Regions from separate parts of the Zea mays genome. Here region 2 is linked to region 1. Evidence: chromatin contacts called from public Hi-C data. All regions are on one chromosome and are shown on one strand. The core of a region is the stretch at or near the end of the contact, and the rest is flanking DNA. Distances in the headings are between cores, read along the strand shown. Region 1 overlaps LOC103641294 (HEAT repeat-containing protein 6). Region 2 holds the start of LOC100282891.

Region 1 (6,688 bases), core at 3,499-5,998:
ATGCTACGACACCGCCAACTCTACGATCTACGTCAACAATGGCGAAGTGTTGACACACCTCATCAACAACAAAGGATGCCACGACATGGCACTCCGTCAACACCTACAATAGGCATCATCCACATTGGATTGTTCAACATCCCTCTACCTTCTCAGGCAACAAAAATAGTGGATCGCACATCGAGTAAGTGATGGCAGTGCAACACGCACAAAAGTGATGACCACAACAATCCCAACAACCATGCAACGACATCTACTCCAACATCTATCATCAACATTGCTACTGTTATAGCAAAAGAAGGCCATTGCATTTTCAAAATTTTCCCTAGTTCACCAAGCCAATTCTAATGTAACGACATCCGAGCACGCTACCCATGACCCCCCAGCCCTAGCAACCCCAACAAACAAGACGTCTCAATACACTTTCGAACATAAGGGCTACAACATTGTTGTCATCATAAGGAGTGATAAAGCCTTCACAACATCAACCCTAACCGCAACACTATGAGGACTACATTGAGCACGTGCCGAATTCTAGCACAAGGATGTGCAATCTCGATTCTCCCTCGGGGTTGCATTTTCTTAATGTTCTTATTTTCCATATTATGGCCTATATCACTAGTGGTCCCTAGCTGTCTATGGCACGAGCACAAGTCACAATAGACAATGGTGGACGCAGGATGAAAATTCATGGGAGGCTAATAAAATCATGCGACAAAATCAAACAAGACCATAAAACTGCATAGAATTCAAGTTTTGTATGAATACGCGCAAGTTCAAAGAAAAACTATGTAAACAAAAAAAGCAAATAGATTGCTAAGTTCTTGCTGACTAAGGCAATTGTATCTTTCTAGTTTTGAGACGTTAAAATCATCGAATATTGATCTCATCATCAATCGTCGAATAATTATCTCATCATCAATTTTTGTTCTTAATGCTAGATATGCAACTATTTCATATAGATTAAATGCTCTTCCAACACTTGATTGTTCTAAAATTCTTATTTGTGCAATAGACGTGTCGTTCACATTGGTATTGTTCTAACCACCGGTTGTAGAACCCCCTTAAAACCGGTTAAAAAAATCTCCTCATTTATCTAAATAAAGAGGAACAATAATCAACTATTTATCTAATCTCCAATTCACAATCAAAAGTAAATATTCTAATCTAATCCAAACATTCAGTCTCTGGGAAAGAATGGGCCAGGAAGGGGGCGGTGTCAGACGACGTCTGTCGGAGAGTAAACTCCAGTGGGGTGGCGGAATACACCTACCTAATCATATGAACAAGGGGGTTGCCTAGGGTTTACCTGTGGAGATGCAAGAACACAAGGACACACGAGGGTTTATTGTGGTTCGGGCCACCGGAGCGTAATACCCTACTCCACTATGAGTTGTATTGCTTGAGTATGGAGAAGTCTGCTTAAGAGTCCAGATGGCACACGTGGCGGTCTGGGACCCACCTGCGGGGCTCCGAACGACATACGTGGAGGTCTGGGATCCACTTGCGGGGGTCCGGACTCATAGCAGTAGTCACTAAGCAGTTCCACCTCCATGACACGTTGTGGCACCGGACCTGTCCCCGAGTGGGGAGCGGGTCTCAAGGCCAATGGTCCCATCATATGGGTTTGGACCCATGGGCCCGGCTACTCAGTTCCTTAGTGCGCGGTTACAGGTAACCACAGGTATTTGCTTTTGGCACAATAGGTTAGGGTACCCTAGTTTCAGGGTACCAACAACGTCGTGCGTCGGGAAGGGGCGGCGTCGGGAACGGGGTGTTAGGGCGGACTGACTCGGTTGATGTCGGAAAAATTGGAGACGGACATATTGATGGAGGACTAGGCCGAGACTGAGGACGAGAATCAGGAGGACTGAGCCGATCTGACAAGGAAACCCAGACATATGGGACTGTTTTTGGCCCATCCAATTTTCTATTTTTTCTATACTTAACATTAGGTATAAGGGTTTTAAAAATTGAGGGGGGCCATAGCCCACTATGCCCCCCTCCCCTTTCGTCCGCCTCTGACAGTAGAACACACCTCGGTGTAACTCATACCATGCCGCAGAAACTTCTGATTGGCTGTACCTATTACACGAGCACAAGTCATAGGCATTTAGAGTTCACATAGCTCACGTTTGTCTTTTGCAAAACCTGTCAATTATGGTAATATCTCAGTATATGCTTGAACTTAGTATGTGATGATTCTCATCTTCAAGCATTCTGTTTAACAGGGCATCAAGTGTTTATAGCATACTTCTACTTCTAATCCGGGACTCAAACAATTATAAGATAAAGATGCATGCAGCTGTTGCTCTATCAGTGCCAGTGTCAAGGCTTGGTTAGTCCCCTGACTTCTATTCTCCACCTTTTAATGTATTGACTTTCCACATTTTGGAAAAACCATGATATTTCTGGACTTGCGTTCAATTTTCAGATTCTGTATCTACCCACGTATATGTACTGTAAAACTTGTGCTTCCATTATATGTACAATAAAACTTATGCCTCGATCATGAACATTCCAAAACTCAATTCAGGATGATGCCAAGTATCCATTGGACATTAGTAATAACAGTTTTCCTGATTTCTGACACTGCACATCCCACCACTACATCTATGAAGCTGCTGGAGCTTATCCTCCCTCTTCTTTACAGATTACGGCAGCTCGTTTCCAGATGTTGTTCGAGGCCTCGTCCATGCTCTCGAGTCATTGAACTCAAACAATTCATCGTTACCTTCAAATTTCAAACAGAGAGACAACCTCGAGAAGCAGGCTAGTGTCACTGATGCTCATAATAGTGACTTCCTTTGCTCCCAAGCATCCTTATTCGGCAACATTGTTGAAACTCTTGCCCTATTCTTTTTTTACAGCTTACGTTTACTGCTCTCCATTTGCTTAGTTTTGTGTCACCAAACGACGATCCAAGCCTGAAAGATTTTCTTACCAAGGTAAGGATTTCTCCTTTATGTCATGGTATATTAGTGTGTGTTTTATTTTATAAGTCCTCATCTGGAACTATATTCGTAGTGGCAATTGTCATTCAGGTAAATATGACATTGCACATAGGTTTAGGGTTTCGCTGAGCATAGAGCACATAAGTTGAGTACTCGAGTCTGTTTTACTATTATTAAGTCATGGAAATGAAAGCATAGGATGATGATACCGTTGCAATACTTGCTAAAGAACGAACAAAAATAAACACTATTCTACATTTTCTCTTGGTCTTACGACTAGTGGATTGTAACGTGGGCCTAATTTGTTTGAATCTCCTAGATGTACAGGTGTATATATGTAGTGTTGCTTTTGTACATGTATAAGCGAAACACTTCATGATCCATGCAGGAATAGAGAAGTAACGTTCTGTACTTCCTGCTCCATTCCATGTAGATTTCCTGTTCACTGCAAATTCTTGCATGGTCTAAACCTGTAATATCAACTGCCGCAACTGTTCTCTATTAGTCTAATGGATCTGTTGGTCTTACCCGAGCTAACTCCTCATGGCCACCTGGTCTGAGCAGAAATCGTCGTTCCTAGAAGACTGGCTGAGATCACTATGCGCATCGTTCAACAGCTCGGAGCGCCAGCCCTTGCCAACGGAGGCCACAAACGACGAGGACGGCTTCAGCCCAAACGTGACTCAGAAAGGCATGCTGTCTTCCGCCCTGCAGTCCTTGCTCGGCGTGTACGCGGGCAGGACCCAGCAGGTCATCACCCAGAGATTTGAGCAACTGGCTAGAAGCGTCGCTTGAATGGTGAGCAGCGACGAGCAGTCAGGTGTGGTCTCCACTCCAGCCTCCATTAACAAGCAGCGATATATTGGTCGTCGTCTACCCCTCAGGACGGACAGCGCGTCAGGCAGTGGATCCTTAAATTCTGCCGAATCCCATGAGCTCCAGGCGGCACTTGTCTCGGATCTTGGCTGTCATCATGCACAGGCTCTGCAAGCCTGGCTTGGTCGGTGTTTTCGTCGTTGTTTACTTGAAACATCGTTACTGTGAGTACACACACATATATATATATATATATATATATATATATATATATATATATATATATATATATATATATATATATATATATATATATATAAGTTGGCAGTCTTCAAAGCTCAGCGTGACCGGACCTCAGCAGCACTGGGTATCTCTTAACTACTTTTCTGGCGTTCCTGACAAACAGGATGGCGCTGTTATGTAGATGGGCCTTTTCCCTGGTCCTGGGGCTTCCTGCTTGCTTGATAAAAGGTTGGTATCACCCGACCACGGTCCACGTGGACGATATTACAAGATGTTCATTGTTCTTGGCAAGAGGGGTCATGAATGCCGTCCAAATCTGTTGGAGTCCGTCGCTAGTGCCACTGCTGTTATTGAGCCCATGTGTGTGTGTGCGCGCGTGTGTTTTGTTCATGTACCAACCTTCATAAATTGCTTGACGCTCTGCACTGTTCGACGATCACTTCCAATGCTCTAGTCCGTAACGTTGCTGAACTGCGCCGTCTGTTCATCGTCGGTACGTGTGTCGAGCCTCTGAACTCTCCTGTTTGATGGGGGGCGGTGAGTGGTGGCTAGAAGAGAACAGCCGACGGGTTGACTGCCGTGGTGTTGCGTGGCAGCTGGTATCGGCAGTCAGCTTGTGTTTCTGGTCCGTGCGTGCGTGTAGAAAAAAAAACCCCCCGTGGGCCTGTTCCGGTGCTGCAACGCTGCCTGGGCCCCGCCGCTTCGTGGCCCATTTCACCTGCAGCGTCTGTCGGATCCATTTCCCCGCCTTCAATTGTTCTTTCCTCCGACTCTTGTCATTCACTGGGTCCCAACAGTTCCATTCACTGCTCGCGTGTCTTCTTCACTGCTGGACTAGGGACTGTCGTCTGTGGGCGACATGCAAATCAAGCTACACGCAAAAGTTTTCCTCGTGCTGATATTTGAGCCACAGCTTTTGTTAGGGTTCTAAATTAATTTTAATCCAAAAATAAATAGAAATAGCCTGATTCTAATCTGATCCCGTTCTTAAATTATATAGTGTAAAACTAAGAGCCCATTGTCACCTTCTACCCACAGCAGCACCAATATCAATCGGTTGCAATACGGGCGCCGAAATGTTAGCGCCTCCATCAATCGTCCACGTGTACTAGAAGCCAAAAAAAAACCCTTAAACAACGGCCTCCCATGTTGGATTGTCGCTGTGCACGCTCCGTCGGCTAACGACACCGTACGTCCGATCCTCATGCATGCATGTACCTGCTGCTTACTGATTGAGTGATTGCTATTTGCTACGGCTGAACACTGAATGAACGGGCGGCCGATCGACACCACTGGTCGTTCTTGCGCGGAAGTAAGATATCTCTCGACTCTAGCAGCTCTCGTATCTTATCTTATATTTTATTTTCTATTTTATACTTTACTATGTAAACAGTACTATCTACAGTGGATATCTACAGTGGATAGAGGGCTAACTACTCTTGTATTGTCTTAGACTGTCTTCAGCGGTTCCCCCTAAATTTCTCCCCCTATATCCCACTCACATGCCACGTCAGCTTTCTCTCCCCCCTATATCTCTACGCTCTACAGCGGTTCCCCCTATATCAAACCTCTATACCCCACTACAACCATAAAATAACATTATCTATATATTTTCATCATCTATTACCATTTTTCTTTCAACTAGCAAATACTGCCGCTCACCAACTTCGAGACAAGGAGACAGACTAGCGTGCCCCTCTATCTGGTGAACTTCTCTGCTCCACCCTACTACTGTATTGCGTAGAGGAGTATTTAGCGTCGAACGCTGTAGTCCAAGAGCGACGCTAAAGGCATGCTGGCAAGGGGAGGGGGCACCGTTGAAGACGGTCTTAGCCCTATCCTATAAAGGGTCTACTACTCTCGTTCAAACGCTCACATACTCATGTGAGAAACGAACAATCATGTTTTTGGAGGAGTATAATCGACACAACCGTTCGAGCGTCACTATCACGCTCCTGCATTGTGTCAACTGTGACTACTACATCAACTAGTAGTATATCTCTTCTAGGGTATGAACCTTATGTTCAACATTTATTGTTTATACTTGTCTAAACTATGTTCATATAGTAAATATATTAGATTCACATAAGCGCCTTATAATTATCACTAATTATTTTATATCGCTTTTCTAGATTAAAATACAACTGAAAAAGTCAAACTTTTTAACGAGGTCAAAGCTGAAAAAAATCTAATTTAGACATCGTTTGTTTTCTTCCAGATTATATAATCTAACTTATGGATTATATAAGCAACTATTGACCTATTTATGGATTATCATAATCTAAATATCTAGAATACATAATTTACCTAATAATTTGTGTTGTTTGTTTACCTATCAACTTATTTAAGCTGAATTATATAATCTAAGGGTAAACAAACATGTCCTATAATCTCTGAGAAATAACTTGACCAGGCGTCTGAATGTACTCGGGTCAAAAAATCCAATCCGATCAGTTATAATCCAAAGAAGTCATTGGATTTATGTGTGCTTTATCGTCAGCATCTAGCATCTGTCTATATCTATGTTTCAGATCGAGTTGCAATTGCGTATGGGTCATATACCTTTCCGCGAGCTGATGACCTTGGGTTTAATTTATGACGTCGTCGTGGTTTTGTTGTTTGTAGCTAGTTACGGGCTCCGGACAAAGGGACGTGCAGTGCAAGATCAGCATGTC
Region 2 (6,690 bases), core at 1,244-3,743, 100 kb after region 1:
TTTGTAGAATGCAAATATGAATGGATTAACGATATATAGTTATTGCTTTCGTTTCTTTGTATTCTTGTTCACATATTGAATGATGAAGGTATACCCTTCATGACCTTCGTCTGATGATTATTATATCCTTAGGGAAATAATGCTTCGGAAGACGAAGGTCCCTAATGATTAACAATTGTGTTGTCTTGTTCTTGATTCACATCATTTGAGAACAAGTGACCAACAACAGGCAATCACCTTCCCCACGATCTGAGGGCACGAGGATGGTACACTTTTGGGTCGACGGTGGCGGCTACGCTCCTAACTCAGGCGCCGGACTCCTAACCTCACACTAGTATGGCGTCTCGGCTAGATGGTTCAAGGAAGAGGTCTCAGGTTATTTAGCCGCTGAGGGGCACTAGGATCACAACAAACTCTGATTCCCCGATCATTCCAGCTGGCGGCGGTTACGACGAGTCGGTTCTCGCGAAGAAGATCCATAGGGCGAGGGGAGAGGGATTGACATGAGGGGCCCTCGGGGCAGTGGTGGAGATGCTCGGGTGCGCGCGTGCATGCGGCGAGGGGCGGTTGGTGAGCGGGCCTAGGCTGCCAGCGAGGGAAAAGGGAGAAAGGCGCTGCCGTAAGATGACACGGCGACTCGGGACACTGACAGGTGGGGCCATCCTGTCGACGCGGCTAGTGGGAGCGGTGGCCAACTGGGCCGGCCAGATTCGGCCCAGCCGCGAGGAGGAGCTTCTTCTTCTTCTTTTATTTATGCTTTCTATTTTCTATTTTTATTTTCTCCTTTTGTTTTCCTATTTCACTTTTCAAATCTCAACTTCAAATTCAAATTTAGATGCAACATCATAAAATAAAATTCAACATGATGCATTATTTTGAATATTTCTTTTAGTATCTATTTTAACAAAGAGAAACATGTTCCATTAATAAAACACATAATCATATAACACTAACATTACTTCTTAAATGACTCAAGCAGTGAGAATTCCATGTTAGGGTTTACATAACAATGGCGGCATAGGTGGACATAGGAGAAGAGCGAGGACTGAGGAGGGTTGAAGGCGGAGGCGGACCTCAGGCCGAATTTTTTGCATTTTAACCCTTCCTCGAAAAAAAATTCACGTTTAGACCTTAGAAAATTTTAATGTCATTTTTGGACCCTTTGCTCGGCGCCGTAGCTTATGGCGCCGAGGTAACACACCTCGGCGCCATAGTCTATGGCGCCGAGGTACGTGCTGCGTTGGCACAAACGGACGTCGTGGCGCGCGATGTGGCACCGAGCTCGGCGCCATAGATCTTGGCGCCGAGCTCAGTTTTGTACAAAAAGTTGGTTTAGCTCAGTTGGCAAAACACAAGGTTCTTAACCTTGATGTTGCGGGTTCGAGCTCCATGGTGGACGTTTTTAATATTTTTTGTCTTTGTTACTTATTTGTTTTTTTTTGTTGTACAAATTTTTCGTTTATGTCACTAATTTCCTTGATGTTTGGGACAATTTGCTGGAAATTCGGTTCTAGAAGGTATGCTCCCTGATTGATTTTACCGCTAGCAAATTTATCTGAATACTTACACAATTTTTTTTCTGCTGAACTGAAGCGACCAAATTTTTTTTGTTGATGTGTAATTGCCAGGGAGACCCAACATGATATATTCAATGCGATGGGTGCCATGTATGCAGCGGTGCTGTTCATAGGAATTACCAACGCCACTTCTGTTCAGCCTGTGATCTCGATCGAATGATTTATATCTTATAGAGAGCGAGCTGCTGGGATGTATTCAGCGTTGCCTTTTGCATTTTCTCTGGTAACTCCTGTCAAAGTGTTACCCCTGTTAGAAATAATCGTTAATGCTTACCCCCTGCTAGAAATAATCGTTAATGCTCATAAACAAAAAATCTGAACAACAAAAAAAACAAATTAGTGACAAAGACAAAAATATTAAAAAATACTCACTGTAGGGCTCGAACCCACAACCACAAGGTTAAGAGCCTTGTGTTTTACCAACTAAGCTAGGCAGGCTTTATGTACAGAATGGAGCTCGGCGCCAAGATCTATGGCGCCGAGCTCGGTACCACGTCGACGCCACGACGGCTGTGTGTGCCAGCGCAACACGTACCTCGGCGCCATAGCCTATGACGCCGAGCTGTGTTAACTCGGCGCCATAGGCTACGACGCCGAGCAAAGGGTCCAAAAATGACATTAAAATTTTCTAAGGTCCAAACGTGAATTTTTTTCCGAGAAAGGATTAAAATGCAAAAAATTCGGGACCTCAGGGGGTGTCGAGACGATGATGCTAGCTGGCGAGCGGCCGGCGGTAGCCATGCGGCCCATGCCAAAAGGAACTTTAAAAAGAAGAAGAGACAGTTTGGTATTATCACGCCAATCATGCTGCACCGGGACGGCGGGTCGACGTCGTCACGTCACCAGCGCCTGCCTCCCTTTGTTTATCCCTCGCAGGTCGCAGCTACGGCTACGCAAAAGCTTCCCTTCCTTCCCTGGAACGGCAACGAGACGTGGGAGCTGGGACGGGCAAGTAGTAGAAACCTTCTCTCCTTCCCCAGCCAGGACGCCATACAGAATCCGACGCGATCCAGAAGAAGCCAAGGGCCTCTTCATATCCTCCCGCCTCCCTCTGCGAGGTTCCCAGACCGAGCCATCGCCGGCGCTAGGCTCGGGGATCTTGTCGGGTCCCGTCCCGTCCTACCACTTCGCCGGCGCTGCGTCGCCGTCACTCGTCAGTCAGGACTCAGGATCCCCAAGGTGAGCTTCCTGCTCCCGCGCGCGATTCTCTGCTGCCTGCTGCTTGGTCGTCGGAGCTGGGACGGGCACGAATCGTAGCGTGCGGTACGCGCAAGCGCAAGCCATTCGGTTCAAGAAATCAAGAGTTTGACGGGCGGTCGAGGCTGGTGCCCGATTAATGACTTCGTCAGGTTCGAGAGCCTGATTCGGCTCAGCGGGAGCTTCTTGGGGGTCTCTCCTAGCTCATTGCTCCTGCTTCTATGCTGCCCCTGGGCAAGTTCTTGCTTGTGGAGTAGCTGGATAAGGGACTTGGATTCTCTAGCACAGTGTAGAGCCCTGCGAAAAAAAAGAAGATTTTGCCCCTTTTCTCTGCAGTTGTTGAGCTGCAGAACCTTAAGCCCACAGGGGGACGTTCCCAATTCTGCCAGTCACTCAAGGAACTGAAGGCGTGTGGTAATGGAATGGAAGAGTTTAGAGCTAGAGGTGTTTCTACCTCCATAGTTGGAAGCAAACATTACATCGGCAAAGCTATGCCCTTCTTGCTGAACTGGAACTAATTATGTAGGCGTCCAATTGTCACGGTTGCATCGTAGTTATTTGGTCCTAGTGTTCGGTTCCACATTACCCTGTTCTGGCTGTATAATGCTTCTTCATGGTTGGATTGCCTCCTATTTTGACTATTTTGTTGTGTAAAAAAATGCTGCTCTGTGCACTACACTATTAGTGCTACTCTCCGGATTACAGCCATGCCACGGAGTGTATGTTAGGTTAGTGTTTGGTTCCGGAGCTAGTTCGGATGGAGCGACTCTATACCAGTAACGGCTCCGTCCGAGAGATTTTGGAGAGCCGGATCATTCAGCATTTAAACATATTTTTCCTTTTTTAGAGCCACTCTGTCCTATGCAGAACCAATCTAAATAACAACAACAAATTAGGACTGGAGTGGCTCCGTCAGTCTTATCATACTCCGGAACCAAGCACTAACTTAATCTTAGCCTTCTGGAACTACTGTTTTTCCATAGTTGGTGATACGTTTTTTAGCGAAAGAGTAGGGGAAACCCTTAATGTGGTAAGTATATTTTATTATATTGAAAAAATGAAACACATATGGAAAAACTGTACATGGCCTCAAGAGCCAAAAAAACCCCCCAAATCCCAACAGAACAAGCACCGATTAGTAAACATTCTTGACGATGTGTTAATCACCAACTACTATGCAAATTTGATCACTCACCTAGATGTAAAAGCCATTTGGAAGAAGGATTTTTCGTCAAATATTAACATCGCATTAAGGCGGTAAACGTCTTCATTCAATGTTACAGACCTATATCCCTTATTTGCGAGCAAATTTATGAATTTACACAAGTCGGTGCTTTTGCTGGTGCAATCTAAATTGTATTGTAGTAAGCATTATCATTGCTCTGCTAGCCTTGTGCAACCTGTATATCATAGTCTGTTTCTATTTGTGTGAGAACTCTCAGTTTTAAAAGTACGCGTGTAACTCACTATACCTGGGGATTTTTTCCCTGTAGATGGCTTCTTCAAACGGTGAGGCTGAGCAACAATGGATAGAGAATATCAAGTCAGGAGGAACAGTTCCCTGTCTAGCACCTGAAAACTGTCCTAATGGCTGGGCTACTCCTCCCGGTGATTCATTTATGGTCAGAGGCCCAGAATATCTTACAAACAAGGTAAAAATACCAGGTGGAGAGTATCTTCTGAAGCCTCTCGGCTTTGATTGGATCAAAGGACCAGCAAAAATCTGTGAGATCCTCAAAGACAGTAACCATCGAGTTAGAAAAGCTATCGATGATGAGGTTTCACGTAGTAACCAGCCTTTTGTCTGGGCATTCAACCTGCAACTGCCCAAGGATAACTTCAGCGCAATATTCTACTTTGTGTCGCTGGAGGCTATACCTGAAGGCTCCCTTATGGACCAGTTTTTGAAAGGAGATGATGCCTTCCGAAACTCCAGGCTTAAGTTAATAGCGAACATTGTCAAGGGGCCCTGGATTGTCCGGACGGCTGTTGGTGAACAGGCCATCTGTATACTGGGGAGAGCCCTCTCGTGCAAGTATGTTCAAGGATCAAACTTCATCGAAGTCGATGTGGATATCGGGTCTTCTATAGTTGCAAATGCGATCGTTCATTTGGCATTTGGCTATATCACAACGCTAACTGTAGATTTGGCCTTTCTCATTGAGAGTCAAACCGAGCCGGAGCTCCCTGAGAGACTTATTGGAGCAGTAAGGTTTTCTGAGTTAAATCCAGGATCAGCTGGTTTGTTTGAAAGGCGGTCTGAAGAGCATCAGGAAAGCACTCAGTCTCGGCCTGTAGGATTTTGGCAGGGTTTCTCTCAACTGTTGAACAACCAAGGCAATACAAGGGAGCCATCCCCTAATTTACAGAATACTAATGGAACTTTGCGCAAAGAAGAAGCAAATGAGGATGCCAAATGGTAAGTACTTATCTAAGTGCTTTGTGAGTTGTTTGCCATTGGAATTTAACCTTGCCAGATACACAAAATATCTCTAGTGCATTTTTTTTTAAAAAGAAACAAACAAAGACTGTAGTGTGAGTATGAAAAGGTTGAGTGGATAAGTTATGGCATGCCTCATGACTCATGAACAGTGAAGTACTTTCCTTGTAATTTTCTGTGTTATGTTGAGGACGCTACTCAATCAAATGGCTGTTGCGTCAGCATCATTCTGCTATATCTTTGAAACCTGTCAAAATAAAGGTTTTCTTTTGTTTGATGAAGCTTTATCATGTGAAATAATGGTATATTTGCATGTGCCTCTCTCTTGCAGATTCAGACCCCTACCATTGTTTCGGGGACAATTTATCAGTAGATCACGGCGTTACAATTTACCAGATAGTCCCAGGGCTTTGTTTCTTTGCCCTCACATCTGCTGTAAAAATTATAACTTTGGCCACAGACAAACTGCATAACTTTGTACATAAACTGAATGCTTCCTAAATATTTGTTCCCTTATATAGTTATATGTGAATTGTATGAAGCTCAAGGAAAGATGTTTCATTCCACAGAATGTGATAGTTGAAAGCATCTGCATTTCAAAAAGATAAAAAAGTTTAGGATATCTTATTCCAGTAAAGACGGAGAGGAATGCATCTGGCGGTGAAGTGTAATAAAAGCTATTCTCTTTGTTCCAAATTATAAGACATTTTGACTTGTCTAGCTATATTGTTTTTGCTAAGCATCTAGATATATGTCTATGTATAAATACAATAATGTTTCTAAAACAGAACAACTTGTAACAATGAATGAAATAGGGCAACATATCTAGTGTAAAAACGATTAAGGTGCTAACTTGCTAACATCAAATATTGTCCATCAGATTCACCAACTATGGTTGAGTGTAATCTCACATGGAAACGACACACCATATTCTATGAAAACGCAAGGTTTCCTTAAAATAGTCTATCATCGACTTTTTTCGCAATATCATGGAGTTTGCTACTAAGCTTGGCTCCACCGCTCCACCGATGCTCCTCTACACAATGAGGTCCTCACCTATCTGCTGGCGGCTTTCGACCGATTAGACCCATTCGTCGTTGTCATGACAACCAAGATCAAGCCATTCTCACTCGACGATGTGTTCGCGCGCCTTGTTGCTTTTGAGGCTCGCCATCTTCAACATTTGGTCAATATCAGGAAACCTTTGATTGGTCCACTATTTGGAAAGGTTTGTAGGAATCTAAAATTAATTTCATACTGTCCAAATTGAAGGGGTGTTAAATATAGAAAATTTTACATATTAAAAGTAGAAGGCTATATATATGAAAGATAGAAGGTCACATGTAGTAGGAAAGTGTGGGGGGACAGATATCCCCCGGGTCTACTGGAAGGATAAAAGACCTCACGAGAGGCCCAAGGGCCAAATAAATCGTAAGGTCATCCCTTCGTGGGCCTGGGGAGGAACGACCAGTGAAG

Evidence for each region. A called contact is a pair of places that touch in the nucleus more often than the background predicts.
Region 2: a contact with region 1 is called in a Hi-C map of tassel, with 3 times the contacts expected there. The contact joins the promoter of LOC100282891 here to the enhancer-like site in region 1. A contact is called at or near these places in 5 of 25 Hi-C or Micro-C datasets (ear, endosperm, leaf and 1 more).

Annotation. Positions count from the first base shown.
Region 1 is chr10:81,889,218-81,895,905 of Zm-B73-REFERENCE-NAM-5.0, forward strand. LOC103641294 (HEAT repeat-containing protein 6) reads left to right here. Exons shown (of 29, transcript XR_004853185.1): 25 at 2,232-2,338; 26 at 2,654-2,772; 27 at 2,871-2,948; 28 at 3,519-3,994; 29 at 4,177-4,452. Among protein-coding and RNA genes, the nearest start is that of LOC103641294, 30 kb to the left of the region's middle. Within about 2 kb of position 4,749, at least 20 of the 20 cell types and tissues checked have an H3K27ac peak or open chromatin away from gene starts, as enhancers often do. A contact at or near this core is called in ear, endosperm, leaf and 1 more, where this site is marked.
Region 2 is chr10:81,995,348-82,002,037 of Zm-B73-REFERENCE-NAM-5.0, forward strand. LOC100282891 reads left to right here and starts at 2,494. Exons shown (of 3, transcript NM_001369248.1): 1 at 2,494-2,756; 2 at 4,268-5,193; 3 at 5,546-5,780. The coding sequence starts at 4,268. The coding sequence ends at 5,546.